Regions from separate parts of the Sus scrofa genome. Here region 2 is linked to region 1. Evidence: chromatin contacts called from public HiChIP or PLAC-seq data. All regions are on one chromosome and are shown on one strand. The core of a region is the stretch at or near the end of the contact, and the rest is flanking DNA. Distances in the headings are between cores, read along the strand shown.

Region 1 (5,517 bases), core at 2,378-4,877:
AGAGGCCATCAATAATTCAGCACTAGGCAGCCGGTAATGGAGGGGTGGGAGGAGGGAAAGGGAGGAAGAGAAGGAGGGGGGAGGCAAGGCAGGAGCCCTGATGCCACTAGAGGGAGGCCAAGGTGGACAACCAAGGATGGGCGGGGTCCTGAGTCCCAGTCAGGCTGCAAGGGTCAAGCCTCCTTTCTGGCCCCAGCTCAAGCAGGTACCAACCAGGCCTGGGGCAATGTGGAACCTCCCCCAAAGACTCCACCCAAGTCTGGAATCCAACAGGGGATCCTTCCCCATGGGGACACAGGGAATCAGCAGTTCCCGTTCTTACAGGGACCACTCCATCTAAGAGCTAGCGCTAAGCCCCACAGGGACCCAGTGCCCTGACCCCTGACCTTGGGTAGACGACGGGGATGGCCAGCATTCCCTACCCAGTACCTTCCCCATTCAGAAATCCCAGCTTCGAACCAGCTCCAGGAACATGACCTCTGGCAAGCAATAGACCCTGTAGCATTAGCCCCTGCTCCATTCAGAAGTGATAGCCCCTGACAAGAGCTTCCATGGACCCCAGCATCCACAACCTCATCCTTCCCTTAAGAATCCAGGTGTTCACCCCCTTATGCTCATCCTGCTAGACAACCCAGGTCCAAGGGTCTTGTTCAGGGCTCAGAGACCCTTGGGAACTCAAGACACTGCCTACTCCATGTACCTTCCAGACCCCTCCAAAAAGCTCCTGGCTCCCTTCAGGGTACTAAGCTCCATGCTCCCCACCACCTAAGCCCCAATCTGGCTCTCTGACTCAGGGTGGGGGCCGAAGCCCCCAAGACATCACTCTAGGGTTGGGGGGTATACTGATTTCCACCCTCCCCCCAAAATTAAAGCCACCCTTCCCAGCCCACCAGCCCCAGCCTCCTTGTCCCGGTAACCAGGCAACGTGTATGCAGCGACAGTCCTGGGAGCGGGGGAGCAGGAGGCTAAAAATAAACTTTGCAGAAGAGAAGGAGTGAGAGAGACTACATGCAACACAAAGGGAACTCGGAAGGGAGGTGGGGGGCTCTGGAAAGGCCTCAAGCTGCATTCTGGGGGCTGACCCAGGTTCCCTTGTTAAGCCCCTTCCCTGAACAACCCCCCTTCCCAGGCCAGGACCCTGGCTCTCACTCTTGGCAGGGACCTCCCCACTCAGAGCCCCCCCCCCAATGCCAGCTTTCCTCATCGGACATGGCATACATGAGGGCCTGTTCCCAGCTTTGGGGGGAGAAGGAAGATGGGGGGGTGACGTCAGGGTGTCTCAATGGGGCTCTGTTCCCCAGGCTTTGGAGCCGGGAGCCAGGCACGGGCAAGGGGAGCATGTGTGAGTGGTGTTGTGTATGGGTCCACGTGCTTAAAACAGGGAACCACCAGCCCTGCATCAAGAAAGCTTGAGGGTGCGGGACCTCTGGAGCACGGGGGGGGGGGGGGGGAGACAGTGAGGCAGAGAGATAGCTGACACTGAGAGAGGAGTTGAGGACACTGCCAGACAGGGTGGAGAAGAGGCAGCAGACAGGAAGGGCTGGGATGGCGGGGTCCCAGAAGGCACACCTGGGTCTCACAGAGGCGAGGTAGGGAATCTCCCAGACAGACTGTGGAAACCTGGGAATGGGGGTGCAGAATTCTTGGGCACTCCCCAAATTCATATGACTGCCCAAACTTTTTTTAAAGGGACTAGAGGGGTCGGAAGGGAGGGGTGGTGGTAGAGGAAGAACACGCCGGCCTCCTGGGGGGCCCCACCACCTCCCCCACTACAGGCAGCCCTCGGTGGCGCCAGAGCCGGGAAGAAAACAGGAAGTGGGAAACAGCCGCGGCAGAGGAGAGAAGGGCCGGGATGGAGGATCGGATGAAGGGGCGTGCAGCGGCCAGCCAGGAGGCAGATGGACCGATGGACCGATCCGGGAGGCCAGACCAGGCCCCCGCCCCTTCCCCCAACCAGAGAACCCACACAAGGCGCGGCCCCAAGACTGGGTTGGGGGAGCGGCCCAGCCGGTCCCACCAGGCGAAGGCCGGTAGCAGGGAGGGAAGACGAGGCGGGATTGTCTGGGTGCCTCGGCCCCCTCCTCGGGCGAGGGGAGGCTCCTGCTGCCCCCAAGGCCCAGCGGCGCTGGAGCCTTTGGGAGCCAGAGAGTATGTGGGACGCACGTGACTGACCCTACAGCACTCCGAACCCCTGCCCCACACCCAGCTCCCTCCTCGGCCCCAATCCGCAGGCGCCGCAGACCAGCTCGGAGCCCTTTAAGAGCCGCCCCCACCCGCCGAGCAAGGGGGGGCGGGGTGGGTGGGCCGGTCGGGGCACACACCCGCACACTGGAGCCCTAGCCGCGGCCGCCGCCGGGGGAAGGAAACAAGTTTGAACAGCGGCGCCCGGCCCCCTTCCCCCTCCCCCGTCCCCGCCCCAGGCCGGATTCCGACGGGGTAGACGGGCAGGGGGCGGCTGGGACCCCTCCCCCAGCGCGCTCCGGCGCAAAGTCCAGCCCGCGAGAGCCCGGGGGCGGCGGGGGAGGGGAGGGGGGGAAGTCCGAGTGGGAGGGGGGCTAATCCTGCTGCCCCCCGCCCGCCGCCTGAGGGGGGAGGGGAACATTGGCCCCTTAAGGAGGAGCAAGTTGGCGGGGAAGAGGGGGGCGGAGAGAAGAGACGGCCGGTTGAAAGAGAAGAGCTGGATGAGGGAGGGGGGACGAAAGGGGAGCCTCCGTGTCCCCCCACCTTCCCCAACCCCCTCAACCCCAGGCCCCCAGCGACGAGGGAAGAGGGTTCCCAAGTCTCTCCGGAGCGACCTTAAAGCTGCGCGTTCTAAGGTCGGAAACAAAAAGTTCCTTTTTCGAACGTTCGGGCTGCGCTTTGGAACTTTGCGACTCGGCGCGGGCGGGGGAGCGAGGAGCCAGCAGAGACGGGCGGGGGAGGGGCGGCGCAGCCCGGACCCCGAGTCCCGGGCTCCCCACTCACGCCCTCCTTCTAGTGGCCATCCCGTATCCCCCTCTAGGCTGGTGCGGGGCACGCATCGCTGTGAAGGTCATGGGCCAGACCGCGCAGCGCGGAACTGGGAATAGCGGGCCCAGTGGATAGCCCCCCCGCCTCACGCCCCGCACACGTCCCGGCCCCCAGAGTGCAACGTGACAGAGCGGCGGGGAGGAACCCCGCCACCCCCGTGATCCCGGGAGCGAGGAAGAGCTCAGCTTTCGGGGTCCAAGCAGGGAGAGGACCAGGACTCACGGCACCCACACCAATCTGCCCAGAGCCAGGAATTGGGGGTCCTATACTGCACCCCCACTCGCACCGCAAGAAGCAACAGGTCTCGAGTGCTTGGGGGTCCCCCGGGACTGGGGATCACTCGGGCTCCCCCGGAACCCTTCAACCCCCCCCAAAGTTTCTCCGCCTGGTTTCCCGGGGCAACAAGTCTCCCCCACACGTGCTGCCTCCGCCCCCACCTGTGTCCGCCGGGGTCTTCATGCTGGGGGGCCCGGGGCGAGACGCCCCGACTCCGGGCCGCAGCTCCCGGCGCCCGCGCTGCCCCGTCCCGTCCCGAGCCCGTCGGGCCGCCCTCGCCGATTCACCCGGCCTCGCCTCTCAGAGCCTCTCCCCTCCCCGCCGCCGCCTCCCGGGTTAATATCGCACTCCGGGGCCGGGACGCCCACGCCCCCCGGCTGGCGACGTCACCGCCGCGTCGCCATGGAGACACTGCGCCCGCCCCCTCCCCGCGCACTCACACACACACTTGCCGGCGCGCAGCCACTGAGGACCGGCCGGCTCTAGGCTTAAAGGGGCCGCGCGGCGGGGGAGGAGGAAGGAGGGGGCAGGGGTGGAATGGGGTCCCAGGAGTCATGACCCTTCTCTGAGGCTCCTAGTGTGCAGATAACTTAAGACCTCGGGCCTCGCGACCTGCCGCCCCTCCTCCTCTCCTGCACACTGCAGGGTCCAGACTTTCTTTGGAAGCTTGTTAAGATGGGCTGGGGGGGGTACCTTCTGATGACTGTCAGAAACTTTTGTGAGGAGGGGTATGGACCTTTGAGGAGGAGACAGAATCTTCTCTGCAGGGGAGCCAGGTCAAGACTTTGGAGGATGATCAAGACTACCTCATTTCCCAGACTGGCCTTTATGCGCCCCTCCCCTCCAACCCTGAGCATGAATGGGGGCACAGGGTGGGGTGGAATGGGTGGGAAGTGTTTCTCAGCATCGGAAATGGGGAGGCGGTTGTGCCCTCCGATCCTCTGGGGATGAGGTCTTGGCCTTCCAGATAGTCCCAATCCCAGCTGGGGAGGAAGTGACCAGAGAGAATGACCGCCAGAGCCTCCCCCATCCCCAGACTGCAGCTGTCCTGGCACCGGAGGTACCCCCACCTCCACTTCCAGGGCAGGGGGTTCCGGAGGTTGGGCCAGGATGTGTGGGGGTGACCAAAGTCTGAACAAATGTGCTCCCAAAGTTTCACTGGGGGGTCACCAAGAGAGAGGAAGAAAGGGCTTAAGGATGAAGGCCAGTAGGTAGGGCAGTGTTAAGTCTGTTCTCTGCAGCTAGGAGGAATGGATGGAGCCTGAGGCTTGAAGAAACAGGAAATCAGCAACGATCAGATGGCCAGCAGGAGCCAGCATCAGGGCAGAGGGCAAACAGAAGCTATCTTCACAGGCCAAGCCTGGAAACAGTCTTAAAAGAGTCTCTGAGGTAGCAAAGGAGGGGAATGAAGGCAGGGAAGGAGGGATGCTCAGAGAGACTAAAACCAAGAAGACAGGAAGAAGCAAACCAGCTACAGAATGGAAGGCCTGAAGGGTCAGACTTTGGGTTCTTAAGCCTTCACGCCCAGCCTCTATGGCTGGGTTCCTAGCTGCAGGACGGTTTCTAGTCCCTCACGGATACCTCAGAAGAAGTCTCAGGCCTCTTGCTCAGGGAGACCAAAGCCTCCCAGGAAGCTTCACCTGCCCGGGGAATTATGTAACCTTGCTACGGACAGTGCAGCTCCCCCACGGATATTGTAACCCTCTGGGAGCAGTGTGGTCCAGCAATAATAATCATCATCATTGTTATTATAACAGCTCCCGAATTGCTGATGCTCATGATGTGCCAGGCACTGGGCCAAGCATTGTCTGGACATCTCATTCAGTCCTCACAAAACCCCAAAGAAAGGAATTACTATCGTTAGCCCCATTTACAGATTAAGAAAGTGAGGCTCAATAAGTGTTGGATCCAGGATTCACCCAATCTAACCAATTCAAAATCACACCCTTAACCACTGTATTCTGCTACCTCTTTTCCTGCCACCCCTCAAAAAAAGGATAATGCAAAGTTTAAAAGATAATAGATCTGGGAGTTCCCTTGTGGCACAGTGGGCTAAGGATTCAGCAATATCACTGCAGCGGCTCAACTTGCTGCTGTGGCACAGGTTCAATCCTTGGCCCCCAGAACTTTCATATGCCATGGTCGTGCCAGAAAAAAAAAAGAGAGAGAGAGAGAGAATAGGTCTGTAACAGCTTCAGTGGCCCCCATACTCCCACCAGCAAGACTGGTGTG
Region 2 (5,118 bases), core at 2,356-4,855, 160 kb before region 1:
GACAAGGCCAGCTCGCGGACTCAGAGCCCACAGGAAGATGGAGAGAGGCCCATGGGAACAGAAAGCACGCCTTGGGCACAGGGAGCGGTCCATGGTAACAGAAAACCATGGACAGGAGGAGAGACCCACAGACAGGGGAACAAGGCAGTAGATCACAGAGACAGGGAGGGGGGCCAAGGAAAGTGGGAGAGGGTCCTGGAAATGAGGGGAGGCCCACAGACACCAGGAAACCCACAAGGGTAGAATGTGGACACTAAGGGCCCACTGAGGCAGGAGCAGCCTGCCCATGGAGAGAAAGGAGAAGCCCCCAGAAACAGAAGTAGCCCCCATGGAGGCGAAGGGATGGGAGGTGAGTATGGGAATTCTCCATAATGCAGAGAGAAATCCTTGGGACCCCTGGAGATGAGTGGGTGGGGAGAAGAGCCACCCAAGGAGAAGAGAAGCAGTAGAAAAGGGCAAGGAGCTGAAGGGCAGAGCCAGCAGAAGTGGGAGACACCCTCCCTCTCGCAGAGTGCTGAGCAGGGCAGGGGGATGGAGGAGAGAAGCAGCGACACAGATCTTGGAGTGGGGGTGGGTGGTGCACGGCTGGGTGGGGGATGAAATTTGGGGGGAAGGAACATGACAGTTGGCGCTAAAGGCTGAGTCCGTGACTCACCACCACCCCCAATTCTCGTGATGGGGCGGAGACACGGACACACTCACGTGCAGCCCCCAGCACACGTGACCAAATGCCTTGCGTGCATGCACACACACACTTGGCACATGGCAACTGTCACACCGACCTGACATGGGAGGCCCTCTGCAGGTGGCATGTGGGCATCCCCAATGTATGTCTGACACATACGCCTGACCCTGAAGGACCTCCAACTCTGCATACACCTCATCATACTTGGGCCCCTAACACCCACCCTCAACGGGCCTGAAAGTCCAGACTCACTTGCCCTGGCCTTTAGGCCTTTGCTTATGCAGGGACTCCAGCATAAAATGCCTATTCTCTCTAAATTGAACTTGTCCCAGAAGTCCTATTCCTGTGCCACCACCTCCAGAAAAACTGATGCAGGCCTCATCTTACCCTTATATCATCTGAAGTGAAGGGATCCAGTCAATCCAGATAAACTGGGAAGTCCAAGCAGAAGGGTGGAGCAGAAAGGGGCCTGACAAGCCAAGCCAGAGCCTTCCATTTTCTTTTTCTTTTGTTTTTCTGTGAAGTATGGATTTACATTTAAAATTCTTGTTGTTGACATACAGTTGATTTACAATGCTGTGTTAGTTTCAGGTGTACAGTGAAGTGATTCAATTATACATATACTCTTTTTCAGATTATCTTCCCTTGTAGGTTATCTGTTAATTTAGGTAATTAACCCCAAACTCCTAATTTATCCCTCCCCCTCACCTGTTCATTTTATTTTTATTCGTCTTTTTTTTAGGGCCACATCTGTGGCACATGGAAGTTCCCAGGCTAGGGGTCAAATTGGCGCTGTAAACCACCGGCCTACACCACAGCCACAGCAACACAAAATCTGAGCAGCGAGGAGTTCCCGTCGTGGCGCAGTGGTTAACGAATCCGACTAGGAACCATGAGGTTGCGGGTTTGGTCCCTGCCCCTGCTCAGTGGGTTAACGATCCGGCGTTGCCGTGAGCTGTGGTGTAGGTTGCAGACTCGGCTCGGATCCCGAGTTGCTGTGGCTCTGGCGTAGGCCAGCAGCTACAGCTCTGATTGGACCCCTAGCCTGGGAACCTCCATATGCCGCGGGAGCGGCCCAAGAAATAGCAACAACAACAACAAAAAAAGACAAAAAAAAAAAAAAAAAAAAAAATCTGAGCAGCGAGCAGCATCTGTGGACTAACACCACAGCTCCATGGCAACACCGGATCCTTGATCCTTAACCCACTGATCAGGGCCAGGGACTGAGCCCACCTCCCTGTAGATACCAGTCAGGTTGCCACTGAGCGACCTTTTCATTTTTAGGGACACTAGTCAGGTTGGGTTACCACTGAGCCATGACAGAAACTCCCACCTTTTCATTTTTAAATGGAGAAAGGAGGCCTCAGTGGGAGAGGGAATCTGCCTGAGGGTATGGCGCCTGTCAAAGCCTAAATCTAGCTTCCAGATGCTCACGTTCCTGTCCCAGGTGACTTCACCCTGAGAGCAAATCCAGATTACCAACCTTAGAGTTAACTGATTACCACCAACTTTTCTCTGCTTTTTGAATTCATGTATTTAGAATGCCACTCTGCACGTCCCACCTGCCAAGCAGCAGAGCCTGGGCACCAAGAGTATAGACCCAGGAGTCAATTCCTGGGTTGGAATTCTGTTTCTTCCTAATGATGGACAAGTTATTTAATTTCTGAGCCTCAGTTTCTTTGCAAAGCGAGAGCAATAGTTCCTCCTTCCTAGGGTCATTGAGAGGATTAAAACGAATAATGCATGGAAAGCACTGAGCATACTTTGCAAGTTATAATGCACTCAGGATGGCTTAGTTGTTGCTACCAGGCTCCTTGAGGCCCTAATAAAAATAACTCTTACATAGCTTTGACTCACATGAGTCAGGGGCTGTTATGTCCCAGATGAGGAAACTGAGGCACAGAGAAGTCAGCTTGCCCAAGACAAGAGCAAGGAAGTGGCAGGGCCAGGATTCCAATCCAGGAAGTCGGGTCTAATTACATGAACATGGTGTTGAGTTTAATCTAGGAGCGAGTTAGGACACCCAGTTACAATCTAATTGAAAAACATAATAAATGTGATGGCTGAGGAGTCAGACCTAGGTCTTACTTGGTGTTTGGGGTCTCCTAGTAGCTTTTTGGCCTCAGGAAGGTAAATGACCAATTCCTCTAGACTCAGTTTACTTATAGGAGAAACGGGAGGGGGGAGGGGGGGCAGTTAGAACAAGTTAATTTTTTGCTGCTCTCCTATCCTTAGAAAATAGCTCTGAAAACAAGAGAGCTGAGGCAACTTGTTCCTAAGGCCCTGAGGGCCAGAAAGGGATGGTGAGTTGGAAGGGTCTGAGCCCCTCGACACATGGGGACTCCTCCTTCCCTGTGCCCTGGAGGCCTGGAAGGAGGGCACCAGGGAAGTAAGGAGGATACAGACCAGGCGTTACAGGGTCACTTCCTTCAGGTTTTCACCCTGGTTGTCCTTCAGGTCATCTACCCCCCCCATTTCCCGTTTCTTCAAAACCGCCCATCGCGGCTTTTACTTTTTCTCCTTCTATTTCCCATTTCCTCCCTTATTCTTTAGGTTCTCCTTGTTCTCTCAGATTCCCTCTCTCCTTGCTTTTCTTCCGACATTTCTTCTCCCCTCCGAACCAAGGTCTTTCGGTTTTTCTTTCCTCCCTTCTCGCTGCCTTTATTCTCTAACGAAGTGAGTCTGGACCTTTGACGTCCCCTTTTTCTCCGTCCGTGCAATTGAAGCTAGTTTTCTCTCTCTCCTCGCGGTGACTGGTGGGTACTTCACTCTTTCCCTTCGCTCCTCCGGGGTTCCTGCGCCTCAAGTTACCCTGCCCCCGGCCTCCCGGTGCTGCGTGCCTCAATTTCCCCCACTTCCCCCTCCCCCGCAACGCGCCTTCCGCCTGGAGCCCCCAAGATGGCGCCCAAAGCACCACTCCGCCGTCTGACGTCACCGCGCTGCCCTCCCATCTCGAGCCGTCAAGCAGAGTCGAGGGGGTGGAGGAGGAGCATCCTTCAGGGGGCGTAAGAGGGCGGGCACGGGGGGGAGGGGGCGGCCGGTGAGGGTACATCGCTAGAGGATTGGCTGGGCGCTGCGTGGGGACTACCGATGCCCCATACTATTGGTCCAAGGCTCGAAGACGTGAGCGCCTATTGGCCGAACGGCAAGGGCCAGACGGGCGATGATTGGGCGAATTCGGCCATCCGCGCGGCGGCCGAAGAGGAAGGTGGGAGGGGCGTTGCTGGGGGCGATTGGGAGCGAGAGCGAGGCTGCGGAGCAGACGAGAGGGGACGGCGGGAGCTAGAGAGGGCGCAGCGCTAGGGTGGCCGTGCCAGGGGAGCGGCTGCCCGGGCCCGGGCCCGGGCCGTGCGAGACGGCGGAGGCAGGTAAGTGCGGGCGGGCGCCCGAAGGGCCGGCCGGGTTCCCGAACCTCCCCCCCGCGGCCTACTCTTGCCACCTTGCCTGCTCAGAGGGCCAGAGGGGGGCGCGCGCCTGGAGGTGAGGGCGGAGCGGTACCAACGGCCCGCGGGGCGCGAGGTCGGGCGCGGGCCGGGGCGGCGGGTGCGAAGAGGGCTGGAGTCGTGGGAGGGGCTGAGTGAAGAGGGACGGGACTCGGGCTAGGGGCTGGCAGGGACCTGGGTGGAAACGGAGGTGTTAAAGCTGCCCCCAGGAGGGTCTCCAAGGCTCCAGGGAGTACTCGGCAAAGGGTTTGGGGATGGGACAGTCCAGGACCGAAGGAGGGTGGAGGAGGATGGACGGTTAGAGGGCAGTTGGGTGGCCAGGGAGGGGTTTAGGGGTGGAGCAGGGGTGATTAAGTTAAAGGAAAAAGACAATCTGGCTATGCCTGGAAGGGTTAAACCAATGAGAAGGCTTAGTGTGAAAAGAATTTAGGAAATGGATGTGTCTGGGGGGAGTTTTAGAGAGAGGTCTTAGTGTGAAGAATAGGGTTGTATTAATGCGAAGAGGAGTTAAACTAAAGTGGTGAGGGTGTTGGGTACCCCTGGAATGGGTTGCGAGGAATCTCTTGCAAAGAAGGGTTATGTTATGGGAAACTGGTATCTAGTGTCCATAGAATGAGCTGAGTAGAGGTAGTCTTTCTGAAAAGTACAGGGAATTAGGTCAAGGTGAAGAATGGGAATTGGGGATCCATGGAGAGGGCGAGAGTGGTGAGAGAAGTCTGTGTATTAAGGAGGGGGGGGAGGATCCAGTAGCCCCAGAGTAATAGACTGGTGAGAGGGGTCTGGGTGTGAGGAAGAAGGATCTGGCTATCTATCCAGTTAGGATGGTGGGGGGAGGGGTTCTTCAGAAGAGGCGTTTGGGTATTCTTAATAAGATTTGGACCAGTGGGAGGGGTATGTGTGAAAGGAGTTAAACCATTTTGAAGGGTAGTCTGGACATTCCTGGATTGGATTAGAGTGTGTTGGGGGGGGGGGGAACGACACGTTTTTGCA

The links. HiChIP or PLAC-seq counts read pairs in DNA pulled down with a chosen protein or histone mark.
Region 2: an H3K27ac HiChIP or PLAC-seq map of alveolar macrophages shows a contact between it and region 1. The contact joins the promoter of GRIK5 here to the promoter of ERF in region 1. A contact is called at or near these places in 1 of 47 Hi-C or Micro-C datasets (epiblast stem cells) and 1 of 2 datasets of contacts at active chromatin or transcription factors (alveolar macrophages).

The regions. Positions count from the first base shown.
Region 1 is chr6:49,676,968-49,682,484 of Sscrofa11.1, reverse strand. ERF (ETS domain-containing transcription factor ERF) reads right to left here and starts at 3,627. Exons shown (of 6, transcript XM_003127177.5): 1 at 3,447-3,627. The coding sequence starts at 3,468.
Region 2 is chr6:49,839,158-49,844,275 of Sscrofa11.1, reverse strand. GRIK5 (glutamate receptor ionotropic, kainate 5) reads right to left here and starts at 3,605. Exons shown (of 21, transcript XM_021094434.1): 1 at 3,092-3,605; 2 at 1,073-1,201. ZNF574 (zinc finger protein 574) reads left to right here. Exons shown (of 4, transcript XM_021094440.1): 1 at 1-349. The coding sequence starts at 343.